Linked DNA regions of Mus musculus: all the other regions are linked to region 3. The links are chromatin contacts, called in public Hi-C maps. All regions are on one chromosome and are shown on one strand. The core of a region is the stretch at or near the end of the contact, and the rest is flanking DNA. Distances in the headings are between cores, read along the strand shown. Region 1 overlaps Sulf1 (sulfatase 1). Region 2 overlaps Sulf1 (sulfatase 1). Region 3 has its middle 79 kb from the start of Gm39591.

What was found. A called contact is a pair of places that touch in the nucleus more often than the background predicts.
Region 1: a contact with region 3 is called in a Hi-C map of uterus, with 4 times the contacts expected there. The contact joins two enhancer-like sites. A contact is called at or near these places in 1 of 484 Hi-C or Micro-C datasets (uterus) and 1 of 115 datasets of contacts at active chromatin or transcription factors (embryonic stem cells).
Region 2: a Hi-C map of uterus shows a contact between it and region 3, with 9 times the contacts expected there. The contact joins two enhancer-like sites. A contact is called at or near these places in 3 of 484 Hi-C or Micro-C datasets (all in uterus) and 2 of 9 other capture datasets (adipose tissue and embryonic stem cells).

The regions. Positions count from the first base shown.
Region 1 is chr1:12,812,405-12,816,306 of GRCm38.p6, reverse strand. All of the region lies in intron 7 of Sulf1 (sulfatase 1), which reads right to left. Among named protein-coding and RNA genes, the nearest start is that of Sulf1, 120 kb to the right of the region's middle. Within about 2 kb of position 1,791, at least 24 of the 459 cell types and tissues checked have an H3K27ac peak or open chromatin away from gene starts, as enhancers often do. A contact at or near this core is called in uterus, where this site is marked.
Region 2 is chr1:12,834,118-12,837,831 of GRCm38.p6, reverse strand. It overlaps Sulf1 (sulfatase 1), which reads right to left. Exons shown (of 22, transcript NM_001198565.1): 13 at 1,503-1,719. Among named protein-coding and RNA genes, the nearest start is that of Sulf1, 140 kb to the right of the region's middle. Within about 2 kb of position 1,646, at least 78 of the 459 cell types and tissues checked have an H3K27ac peak or open chromatin away from gene starts, as enhancers often do. A contact at or near this core is called in uterus, where this site is marked.
Region 3 is chr1:12,509,074-12,513,088 of GRCm38.p6, reverse strand. No RefSeq gene overlaps it. Among named protein-coding and RNA genes, the nearest start is that of Gm39591, 79 kb to the right of the region's middle. RefSeq lists an enhancer at 1,196-3,913. Within about 2 kb of position 2,743, at least 41 of the 459 cell types and tissues checked have an H3K27ac peak or open chromatin away from gene starts, as enhancers often do. A contact at or near this core is called in uterus, where this site is marked.

The DNA.
Region 1 (3,902 bases), core at 542-3,041, 300 kb before region 3:
TCTCAGCTCTTTTGGTTAAAGGTTCATTGTCCCCATTTTACATCTTTGGAAACCAAGCCAGGTAGGCAAGTAACATCGTTGAACAAAGATAGCAGAATCAAGCCTGAATCCCACAGCGCATAAACATGAACATGAACAAAGCAATGCATAAGGGATGCTTCCTCTGTCTGAGAGTGCCAGTCTCCCAGAGCAAGCCACCGGCTGTGTTGAGGAATCAGTTTATCTATCCCTGTTTGCAGGATAGAATTCTTCAGTTGAAGGATTGTGGAAAGAAAGTCTGACAGTGAGCCTGGAAGCAGTCCTGTTGAAACAGGTAATTTTAGGAGAAATTCGAGTACCCAGTCTGTAATATGGAACTCCCTCTACAACACTGCATGGCTGTGCCTGGGGATGTTCACATGCACACCGAGCCAGAGATGGCACCTGATTTTCACATTTTCTTCTGCCAGAGGGTCCATTCAGATAGTCAGTAATGTTAGATGGGAGCAGACATCATTTTGCTACCTGGTTTGCTCACAGTCATCAGTTAAGCCCTGGAAGCGCCATTGCCAAAGGTACAAATGGTGCCTGGTAGAAGACATGAATTCCCACTAAAGGGATAACTGAAGAGCACAAAGCAACCCTGAGTCTGCACATGTGTGAGTGGGGTGCAGGGGGTTCCTCTAGGACTTGCACAACTCAACAAGCAAATTCTCTTCATGTGAATGTCTGGGTCAAAACAGTCCTGGGACATTAAACGACCGAGTCTCTGAGAATCATCTGCCATTCTTTTCAAACGAACCATCCCTTCCCATTTTTCCTCTTCCTTTTAATGACTACGTCAAAGAGAATCTTTGAATATCGGTGTTTGCTGCCTACCAGATAAATGATTCTGGAGCCAAGTGGTTCCAGTTTTTGGCCTGAAAGGATTCCCCCTTTCTAGAAAAGGCTGCAATGATAAGTGGGTACAGCAGAAGGGATGGAGTCCGCCTTTCCCGCTGGCTATGCAGCATGCGTGGTACAAACAGGATTAGATTAAGAAGCTGAGAAGGACAGAGAAGCTCGAAAATCCCCAAGCAAAGGTTTTGCACCCATGAACTGGGGCCCCGGGGTAGGGGAATTTGGGGGAGGAGTATGAGGTCAGAGCAAGACAGCACATTGGTCATGAAAGGTCTCCTAGTCTTTTACCAATTGTGGCCCCAAAGGGAATCCAGCTGTAAGAGATTACACAGGGTTTCTGCATAATACCCATCCTCCCCACACTGCCTTTGAAGTTAGGTCGGCTTAATTTAAAAATAAATCTAGTTGACTTTTTTTTAAAACCACAAAACCTCAACGCAAATAAAAATTACAATAGGCAACCGACATGCAGGCTCACGTGGGCAAATTACATCTTCCACCAGTTACCTTGATGTACTTGGCGCAGCCCCACCTCACTTTGAGGAGCCGGGAAACTTGCAGCAAATTACAAGCCTCAAATTGGACTCCTGGATTTACCAAATGACATATGTTAAATCTGGCTTATATTAAAAGGGAGAGTTCAGGGCCTGTTGTCAAAGCTGTCCACCCTCCCCCTGTAGTTTTCTGACTTTCTCAATATGGGAGATGACCTCTAGCTTAGAAGAGGACATTCCAGGTGGGATCCCAGCGGGGGGATCAGGGCTCTGGGGGCACACATTTGCTTTTTAAAGGAAGACAGACAGCCGCTGTTCCCCCCACCTCCCAAGAACAGCAGCTGTTCAGAGACCTGCAGGTGGAAGGTCCGGGGTGCTGGAACTGACAACATTGTTGAAAAGTGATCTTTTGCCAAAGACTGTGGTTGCCTCCTGCTGAGGTCTGCCAAATTCCTTGAAGATGCAGCCTTCTGTCCTCCAGTGATAATTAAGGCTTGCTTGCATAAGGACCTGACTTCAGTCTCCCCAAAGAGGGCCGGGAGCTGTCTCAGGGACAGCTTCACTGAAAGAACACTCCTTACAACTGGGAAACTGTCTTCAGTTGTTGGGTACCCCGCTCTCCTTTTGCAAAGTGCTCAGGCTAGCGGCTCTAGGCCACTGTTCCCTCTGTGTCCTCACACCGACCCAAGCTCCCAGGCACAGAGGTCCCCAACCCCAGAACAGGTGAGTTTTTTCCAACAATCCTTCCATCTTTCACCTTTAGCTAAATTGAAAGTATTGTCCTTTCTACTGAGGAATTGTTGAATATCAGTTTATGCTGCAGATACATAATCTGGCTCATTAGATGTATCACAGAAAAGTGGCCATCACTGATTGTCACTTTAAAATTGAGAGGACAAAGGATCAGATCATTGCTTTTTGAGTTTCTGTCCTTTCAATACAAAACAAGGCAACAAATGACCTAGAGGTATCGCTCTCTCAGGCTTGGTAACAATTCCAGCCTGTGAAGTGCAGGGTTCAGACAGATCTGCTTGTCCCCCACATCTGCAGCTCCCTATGACTGTCCCTGGGCTGGGAGGCAGGCTTTGTATTTGCCTCCCTGAGGCTTCTCTGTGTGCTGTTTTCCCCTGTCTGGCTTTTGTGGGTGTCTTGCTCAGGACTACACCGCATGCACACACCTGGTCGCCCAGTGAAGTTCAGTCTTCAACAGGATGCTAATTTTCTTCCCAGTTTGAGTCTTTTTTCCCTGAGTTACTTTTTGACTAAAATCAGGAAAAAGGATTCTGAAAAAAAAATCAACAATAACACCTTCCTCTTCCATGGTTACGTTTTTGTTGTTGTTGTTGTTGTTGTTGTTTTTGTTTTTTAAATAATAGAATGATTCTTAGTAGCCAAGAAATAGCTTCAAGAAATGCATGTGTTGTATATTAAATTCACATTGGTGAATATGAACTTTGTGGTTCCTTTTGAATATTGATGATCTTTGCTGTCATTCCAGTGAAAATATATTTCTTTTGTTGATGTATTGAACATCTGTTTTCTTCATTATTTTTCAGTTGCAAACACCAACAAAAAAGACGCTGATACTGATAGTGTTGTTCATTGAGTGGTGGGGTAGGTCTCGGTGCATAGTTAGCACAAGCCCATTCTACAATCTTCCTACACACTTGCAAAGCCTTGCCTTGGAGACTCTAGACCTGCTCTCCCATGTCAAGTCATCTTCCATTTCATTAAAATGGAGTTTCCATAATTGACTTTACGGAGATCTGCCCCACTTGACTTCAAACGTCTTTAGGCAGATAACATTTGAACGAATGCAGAGTAAGACCAAATGATCTTGATTATAGGAATACACTAAAAAGAGAATTGCTTAATGATGCTGGAAATGCCCACTGCAATTATGCAAATATGTATGGTCCACTTTGATATTCATTGTGGCTGGGACATGAAGTGAGACATGGTCTGGTGTAATGGACAGGACAGCTGGGACACGGAAAGGTGGCATCTGTCCCTAACTACTTATGTCACCTGAACAAAGCCATTTAGGCTTTCAGTAAAGCAAACAACTGGGACTTTATTTATTTATTTATCTATTTATTTATTTAATTTTTAAAAATTATAGAATTAAGAGAATTGCTAGTTGATCTTTGAACTCTTAAACATTTTTTGAAGAATTCTAGTACTATATCTGAAAAATTATTTTCATGTCAGCTAGCTGGTGAGGTCAACATTATTCACTTGGAAAACAGAAATTAATTTTACAACTACTTGAGAGCCAGGTTCCCTTTCCCTGAGGCTAAAGAGAGATGCTTTTTGTCTCTGCCTTAGGGCAGAGCTGCTAGGTCACCATTCATAGGCTGTTTCATGTGACTGTGTTCCTCTGGAACCACATAGCTAAGTTCAGGAATTTAGGTTCACCGGGTTCATCTTAAAGTGGAAATAGCGGCGTAGGTTTATAAAAAAGGGACAGTTCTGCTCACACGGGGAACTTGTTTAGTCTTTAAAAATTCATCTTCAGATGCATAACTT
Region 2 (3,714 bases), core at 397-2,896, 330 kb before region 3:
CCTTGAGCTGCTTTTTAAAAGAGACGACCCCTCTCAACACCGCACATTTACACAAGTACAGGGCAGCGCTCTAAAACGACTAAATTTGTGAATGTTTGCATCAGCCATGTAACATTTTGAACACTTGATATTAAGAGTAAGGCCGCTGCGCACCTGCAGTGCACTACTATGGGATGCTGCCTGATGTCCGCTGGGTCCTGGCTAAGGGTGTTATTGTACAAGCTCTGACCTCGGCTTTCATGCTTGGGCTTTGCCAAGCACACTTCTCTGGAATCTTGTCTTCAGCTTCCTAAGTCACGAAGAAGAGTCACAGAGACGAGGGAATCGCAACTGTCAGCCTTCCTACAGGGGAGCTTGGTCCCTATAGGACCCCTTACTTTCCAGGTGCAGTAGTGGCTGCCATGACAGACGACGACTTGCACCACTATCACCTCAGGAAAAGAGGAAACCTGCTCCTGTTGTAGGATGCAGTTTGAAAACTTTCTGGCAGGGGACAGTGTTCCTGCTGCTAAGTGGGATGCTTGTATCAGGGGGCCTTGTAACCTTATTAATTCTAGCTGTGATTTTTCTTATGAGGTTTAAGTGTGAAATTTCCTTCCAGGAGGAAAGACAATCCCGTAACTCTGTGTACTGGCTATAAACCACTTTAAGAACCAGTGAAGACCAGTCCACCTAGATAAGGAATTCATGGCCCTCTAGTCTATTCTGTTCAGCACAAAAATGTCGCTTTAAGGAACTCTGAGTCTCTTAAGTGTTTTGTGTCCAATTAAACAGAACTTATTTGTTTCCAGACATAGAATGTGCACAGATTTGAGCCACTTCTCTAATATGCCACGAGGTGGCAGTAGACTATCATTCTTCAGTAGATGTTCCTCCTGTTTTCTGTAGTCTGTATCAATCAGTTACCTGAGAGTTTTTACTAAAAAAAAAAAAAAGAAACAAAAAACCTGTAGGCAGTAAGGATATGCTGTACTGAGTTCAACTAATTTGATACTGCCACTCAACAAGATACAAGCGTCTGACAACATTTAAAGATACAGTCTAAAACATGAAAAATATGCGTTTAAAAACTGCTCATGTCTTTCCTCTAAGGTTAAACACACATGAACTGATTGATACCTAAAATTTAACTTTTAAATCAAGTTAAGGCAGGCATATTAGAGCATTACCATGAAGGTAAAGTCAGATGGCTCTAACCCTCCCCCACTGGTCCCGAGGGACACCCGCTGCGTGTGTGGATGCCCTGGTCCCTAGGAAGTTACTAAGTGGATTTTTATTCTATACTAAGTGAAAATGCTCGCAAAGTAAAATTTCTAGCTGATCTTTGCTATCTTACTTTAAACTGAGCAATGATTTTTGCTTTTATCCTGAAATCTAGGCACCGAGAACATCTCATTTGTGTGTGAATCACGGGGGAGGTTGTCTTGAAAAGGGATCCTCCTGCCGCTGTATGTGTGTGGGGTGTGGGGGGGGGCTGGGGGGGGTCACAAGGTTGAGCTTACTTGGTGTTCCCTTGTTCCTCAGGAACTGCCTTTGATTCTTTCTCTGGCTTCTGCTCGAGCGATAGCCAGAGTCCCTACAATGGCACTCTTTGTCTTTGTCATGCAATCCGCGAGAGTAGAGGTTGCGTGCATTCTGACGGACCGTGAGCAGGTCGCTGGGTCCCTTACACTTGTGGATTCGGAGCTTGCCGGATGTGTCCTCGATGCACTGCCAGTTCTGCAAGAGCCAGCGGGAAGCAGTTGGCGATGCTGAGCCAGTTGTTATTTACAAAGCACCCTAGCAGTAGCTAGGTGTCCGTCAGTCCGGTCCCCCATCATCACCTCCCCCCTCCCCCACCCCTGCCCCGTCCCTCACTGCTAATTCCATTAAGGAGCATAAATGAAAGGGGACTGGCTTTTAAGTGACCCTGCAGTAACTGCTCAGTTCTATTTCGTTTGTGGCAGGCACATACAGATGACAAATCATTGGGAATCAGAACTGCCTCGATGACACTGGCGCTGATAAATGAATCCTCCGCCCCCAGACTAAACAGTCTTGAATGAACCGTGTTAAAACCCTTAGTGTCCCAACACGGAGCCAGCTGTCAGCGCTGCTTCCACCAGGACCCCAAACTGCCCCATTTGTTCTGGAAAAACAAACTTGCCTGCTTTGTTCTCTGCCTCTTGGTTTCTAAAGTGAGCCTGGGCAGAGTGGCAGAGGAGCAAGACGGAGAGGAATTTAATTTGAGGCCATTACCGGCAAAGCCAACTCTGGGTATCCCAGACATTGGCAAACTCATCGTGTTTTCTTTTGATTTTCCTTCTTCTCCTACAAACTCTTCACGCCCGCAGCATGTGGTGGGTCCCAGGGAGACTGATTCGACCTTCCCAGAAAATGCGCTCTGCGGGGGTGGTAGTGGGGGTCGCATTGGGGTTCCTAGTTCCTGTTTTGTCCACAGCTGTGGGAATGCAGCAAGTTCACAGTTCTGGTTCCAACAATGTCTTTTCACCCCGGGAGGCCTCTCAGAAGCCCCTCTCCATTCGAAAGGCCCAATAACTTCTTTACATTTCAGTTTTTCTCTTACAAGCCCTAAAGGACTCACTGGTCAGTAGGAAGAATCCTGGCCTTCATTTGAAGCTATGTTAGCAAGACAACAGAGTGAGCCTGGATAAGGACTAGCACTGTTAAATGTATCCTTTTCTCCCTCCCATATACAAGTGTCGCCTGTGTGCTATTATTGTGTGTATTTCAATGCATAGGTTTCTAAGCTGACACCAGCACAATATACGTATGCTCTAAATATCCATGCGGGCTGAGCCACACATAATTTCAGATAAGTCCTGTCTTGGTGGTAAGGACTTTAATCCTAGCACTTGGGAAGTAGAGGTAGGCGGATCTCTGAGTTCAAGGCCAGACCAGTCTACAGAGTAAGTTTCAGAACAGCCAGGCCTACACAGAGAAAACCTGTCTCAAAAACCTAAAGAAGTCATGTGTGAATAGGATACCCACTCTAGTAGTGTCTATGAGTAGCTCATATCTCCCACTGGTAAGCCAATACCACCAGGAGGCGTCTCTGATGTAAAAAAGCTTGGCCAAGCAATGTGATGGTTCTGTCAGCAGATAAATCAAATGCATAGTAAATCATGGGCAAGCCTTCGCCGTGAGCAAGGGCTCTGCGGTTAACATCCATTTTCATCAAGAGAGCCGCATGCCTGTGCTATATGTATAATTATCAGAGCAGCATTGGGGCTTTCGACCCCACGCCCTGAGCATCTAGAACTCACGCTATGGTCCCACCTGAGCCTCCACACCTCTGCTGTTTCCAAATGATTATTTCAAGCCATGTTACATTCGTCTCTTTTCAGGCTTGGCCTGAAGTGCCTTGAACCTTCAAGGTCTTCACACAGAAGAGCAGGTTGCTGAAGAAAAGGCAGCTAACTACCAAGCCACGTCAGGAAAAGGCAACACAGACCACAGCAATGTGAGGACCAAGCTGCAGAAGATTAAGTAGAGGCTAGCGAGGAGGCTCAGTGACTAAGCACTTTCTGCTCTTCTAGCACATCCAGGGTCAGTTCCCAGCATCCATCTGGACCAGGCAGCTCACATCCACCAGGACCTCCAGTCTCAGGGAATCTAACACTCAGATAAACCAATAAATCTGGTAGCTGATGCCTGTATTCTCAGCACTCAAGAAGCTGAGACAAGTCTGGAGGCAGCTTGGACTGTAAGACT
Region 3 (4,015 bases), core at 1,494-3,993:
CAGAAGCTGTTAGCTTCTGTATTCCACACTCTCACCTGCGCAGACTAGTCTCAGAGGGATCCAGGAACCCAGATGGCTCCACCAGGTGCTCTGGCAAAGCTCTCCTGGGCAGGGCGGACACCTCTCCTCTGGCAGGGAAGGTGCCTGGATGTCTGGAGCCCGAAACGGAGTCTGCCTTAGAAGCTGTCCTCTAGGGACCTTGGGGTTGTCTTCTGACTCTGTGCCCAGGTGACCTGGTGCTGGCACCGTCCAGAAGGGATTTGGACCCTGGTCAGGCCGGGTCTCCTGCTTCTCTAATGCTGTCTCAGGTCCCGTGCGATTGGATTGGAACAGAAGTTGTGTTCCACTCAGCAGTGGTCCTAAGATCATGTGGAGAGTCCTCCAGGAGACCTTGGGGGTGTCTGCTGACTCTGCACCCAAGGTGACCCAGTGCTGGCGCCGACCGGAAGAGCTAATTAAATTATTTTGGCATAGTGTTTTACCAATCCCAATGGCTATCATCTCATCTTTCTCAACTGTCCTGTGTCTTAGGATTCTTCTGTTCAGCCAGATCCCTTTACTGATTGCCTAATTTCTGTGCCTCATGTTCACACACATTCCTTATCACTAGAGGCTCTTTCCTTATTTGTCCTTGTAGACTCACTTCTAGAGCAGAGCAGAACTTTTGTGGAGCTGAGAGAAAATGCAGCCATGAGCTAACAGGGCAGGAGAGTAGGGCAGCAAAGGAGAAGTGGCAGCATGTGGGTTAAATTTAGAGGTGTAAGCAATATTAGAGGTGAATATTGCTGGAAGATTGTATATGAGAGAGGAAGGATGTAGAATAATTATAAGAAACTCCTCTGTGTAGGTTTGGATAACTGGGGAGAAAGTGATGATGTTTAATGGGATGGGAACGCTAAGATGGATAGAGTTCCATGTTTTCTTATTTATTTTTATTTATTTTTTATGTGTAGCAACGTTGAGAATCATAAGTTGGCTTTGGAAATCATTTTGAGAGGTATGCCATTGTAGACACAGGAGGTCATGCAGGCCCTGCAGCACACCTGCTTGGAACCTCGGTAAGGACTCCAAGGGAAACAGTAAATCTGGAGTTCACTGGCACATTCATGACATGAAGAGGTCTGGAGCTGTTGGCTTCCATTTCCGCTAATGACCCTTCCACTGGGAGAGTGGGTAGAGATGGAGAGGAGTTGCCTTCAGAGAAAGCCTCAGGGTAGCCCAAAGTGTTGGTGTTTGTTATCAGATGGTTCAATACATTTCTTATGCTCCACTGATTATTTTTTAAAAATATGAAGCTTCCCCAGTCTCAGAGTTTGGAATTCTATATTCCATACAGTTTAGTACTGGTGTATAGTCTTTTTTTTTTTTTTTTTTTTTTGGCCATTGTTATCTGAGAAGCTTTAGATTCTTAAGAGACCCACAATTTTCCTTTTAACTTCTGATGTGAGAAGTCTGTTGGTATGTCTTAATCTCTTAATTACTGTAGTTTTATTCTGGTTTCAACATGCTAGAAAACACTTAAATTTGATACCATTAAGGGAAATGTTTCATGTGTCTTTTTATGCCCCTCAGTTCTCAAGGCATTTATAAACACAGCAGTTAAGGTTTCTTATCCAGAGACTAGCATAGATTCTATTAAATGAGGTATAATTTGGCTTTCCAACAGACTGTCAAGCCCGGTCTGCAGTCAGCCCAGCCCAGCCCAGTATACTCAACCCTTCCAAGCATGTTGACATCTTGTTGGGATGTAGAAATAAATGGAATTTATATATAAAAAAGTGAAATCCCAGCACCATGGAGAGAGAGAGAGAGAGAGAGAGAGAGAGAGAGAGAGAGAGAGAGAGAGAGAGAGAGAGAGAGAGAGAATTTATAGGTGACTGTGAAATTTAATCATTTGTGCCTTTAAGGGAGCAGCTAAGTAGTGTTGGAGGCCATGATTATGCAGGAACTTGGGCTCAACCCTCAGGAATTCAGGAATTAAAAACAAATAAGACCCCAATGGCAGGATTCTATAAGGGCTTTTCTTCCTCACTGATATGGCCAAAATCCTGCTGAGACAAACTCGTGCGCCCGCGTGCACACACACACACACACACACCCACCCCTACATACCTCTGTATACCCGGTTTGCCTTTCCTCTCTCCATATGATAAACATATTTATCAACCATCCAGAGAAAAGAGCATAACTTAGTTGATATCCTTGTTCAAGTTCTCGTTTGGAATTTATCATATGCGATTGATGCCAGAAATATTTAGAGGAAGAAAGACCCAGATCTAACTGTCCTCACCCTCTGTGAACGCAAGAGAGGTAGCACTGTACTGTGCCTGCCTGCCAACAGTACAATTCTGCCTGGGGCTACGCTGGTGCCGTTGGCTCCCATTGTGAATCCTCTAATGCTTCAGAATGCTTCATTTTCCACTTTCCTCCTGATCGTCTTCCCACTGTGATTTCACAGAAAAACCCACACACTGCCAGAGGATCCTCTACAATTACAGGATTTATGGGGTGCTAACGCAGCCCCTGGGCCAGGCCATCAAAGGAAGGGGCTACTCAGCGATTCCAGAGTTTGTGCGTCTGCAAAAGGAAATGGTCTAGAAGGCAATTGTTTATTACCAAATTGAAAAAAGTTGAGCAGTTACTGGGAAGCTTACTGGATAGCATGAGGCATCCAGTTCTTTAAACCAGTGTGGAGTGTTTAAGATTTTCCTTCCACTGCATGGCTTTCTAAGACGTGCTGCTGCCCATGAAGTCACCGCCCCTAGTCTGCTGATGAAGAGTGACTCCCTTGTCCTGCCTCACATTTCCTACTTGGGAGAAGATGTGAATTAAACACAGATGTTTAGAAACATAAAAATCTCAGTTGCTGAAAGGACGTTGTCTGGGACAAAAGCCAGTGGAATCTCTAATTCTGCTTTGTATTTACATTGTTTACTGAGAGGCTTTTGAGGTAAGACTATAAAAATTTATTGAGGAACACTTCTGATATATGTTGAACAAAGATATATATTTTTTAAATAGCAGAATGGAAAAAATGTGGAAAATAGACTAAATCGAAAGCTGTCTAATTACACAAATCAGAATCCATGATCATAAGAAATTGTAGTGTTCTGCCAGGAATGAACACGCAGCGTAGCTCAGCTTGCCCGACACAGAAGGAGGTGAGGTAGACTTGCCACTTTTTCGTTCCTTCTGCTCCATCACAGCTGAGAAGAGTTGCATCATGTGAGCCAAGCATCCGAACGAGTAAGAGCATGATGCAGTCTTGTGTATACACTTCTTTCTAAGTGTTGAGATCAGTTGCATTTCCATAGGCTTGGCTATATGAAATCTTCAAGGTAATTGATACTGCAGGATTGGTGCAGGTCACAAGTTAATACTCTCCCAGGATGTGTCATCTTACTCCAGACCTGCTGTCTCTCCCCTTTTCTACTATTTTCTGTGCCATAAGGCATCCTGAAGATTTGGCATGGTCAAGTGTACCTAGCCCTCAATCGCCACTAAAGACCTGAGGGAGCACATTTGAGTTGAGTCTAAGGCAACAAAACACATCCATTAAACAATGGAATATCACTCATAGGGCAATATATTTAGAGAGATGATGAGCAATAATCCAGTTTTCACCCTGTCTTTTTTATATTTAAACCACACATCTTCATCAAACAAGAGATCTGAATAGAGTTTTTTAACCAACAATCTAGGTAAAAGATAGTTTAAAATCCTCACCTGTGAGGGCCTTCCAGTGTCTCCAAGGCACAGAATACTAAACTTTATGGTTTTATTTCCCATCCAAAGGAAATATGATGTCGAAGAGGCCTTCATCTACATCTCACTGTGACCTCCCACAGTTCTTCCCAGCCACTCTGATGGCTGCTGGTGGAAAGGGCTGGCTGGATCAGAAAGCAAAGCTACAGGTGCTAGCTTGTGCGCTCTCCCAGGGCCCCTAGCATCTGCCAAAGCCTGGAAGTCAGAAGGATGGGGATAGCTTTTCATGTAATTCCTATTATTTCAAAAA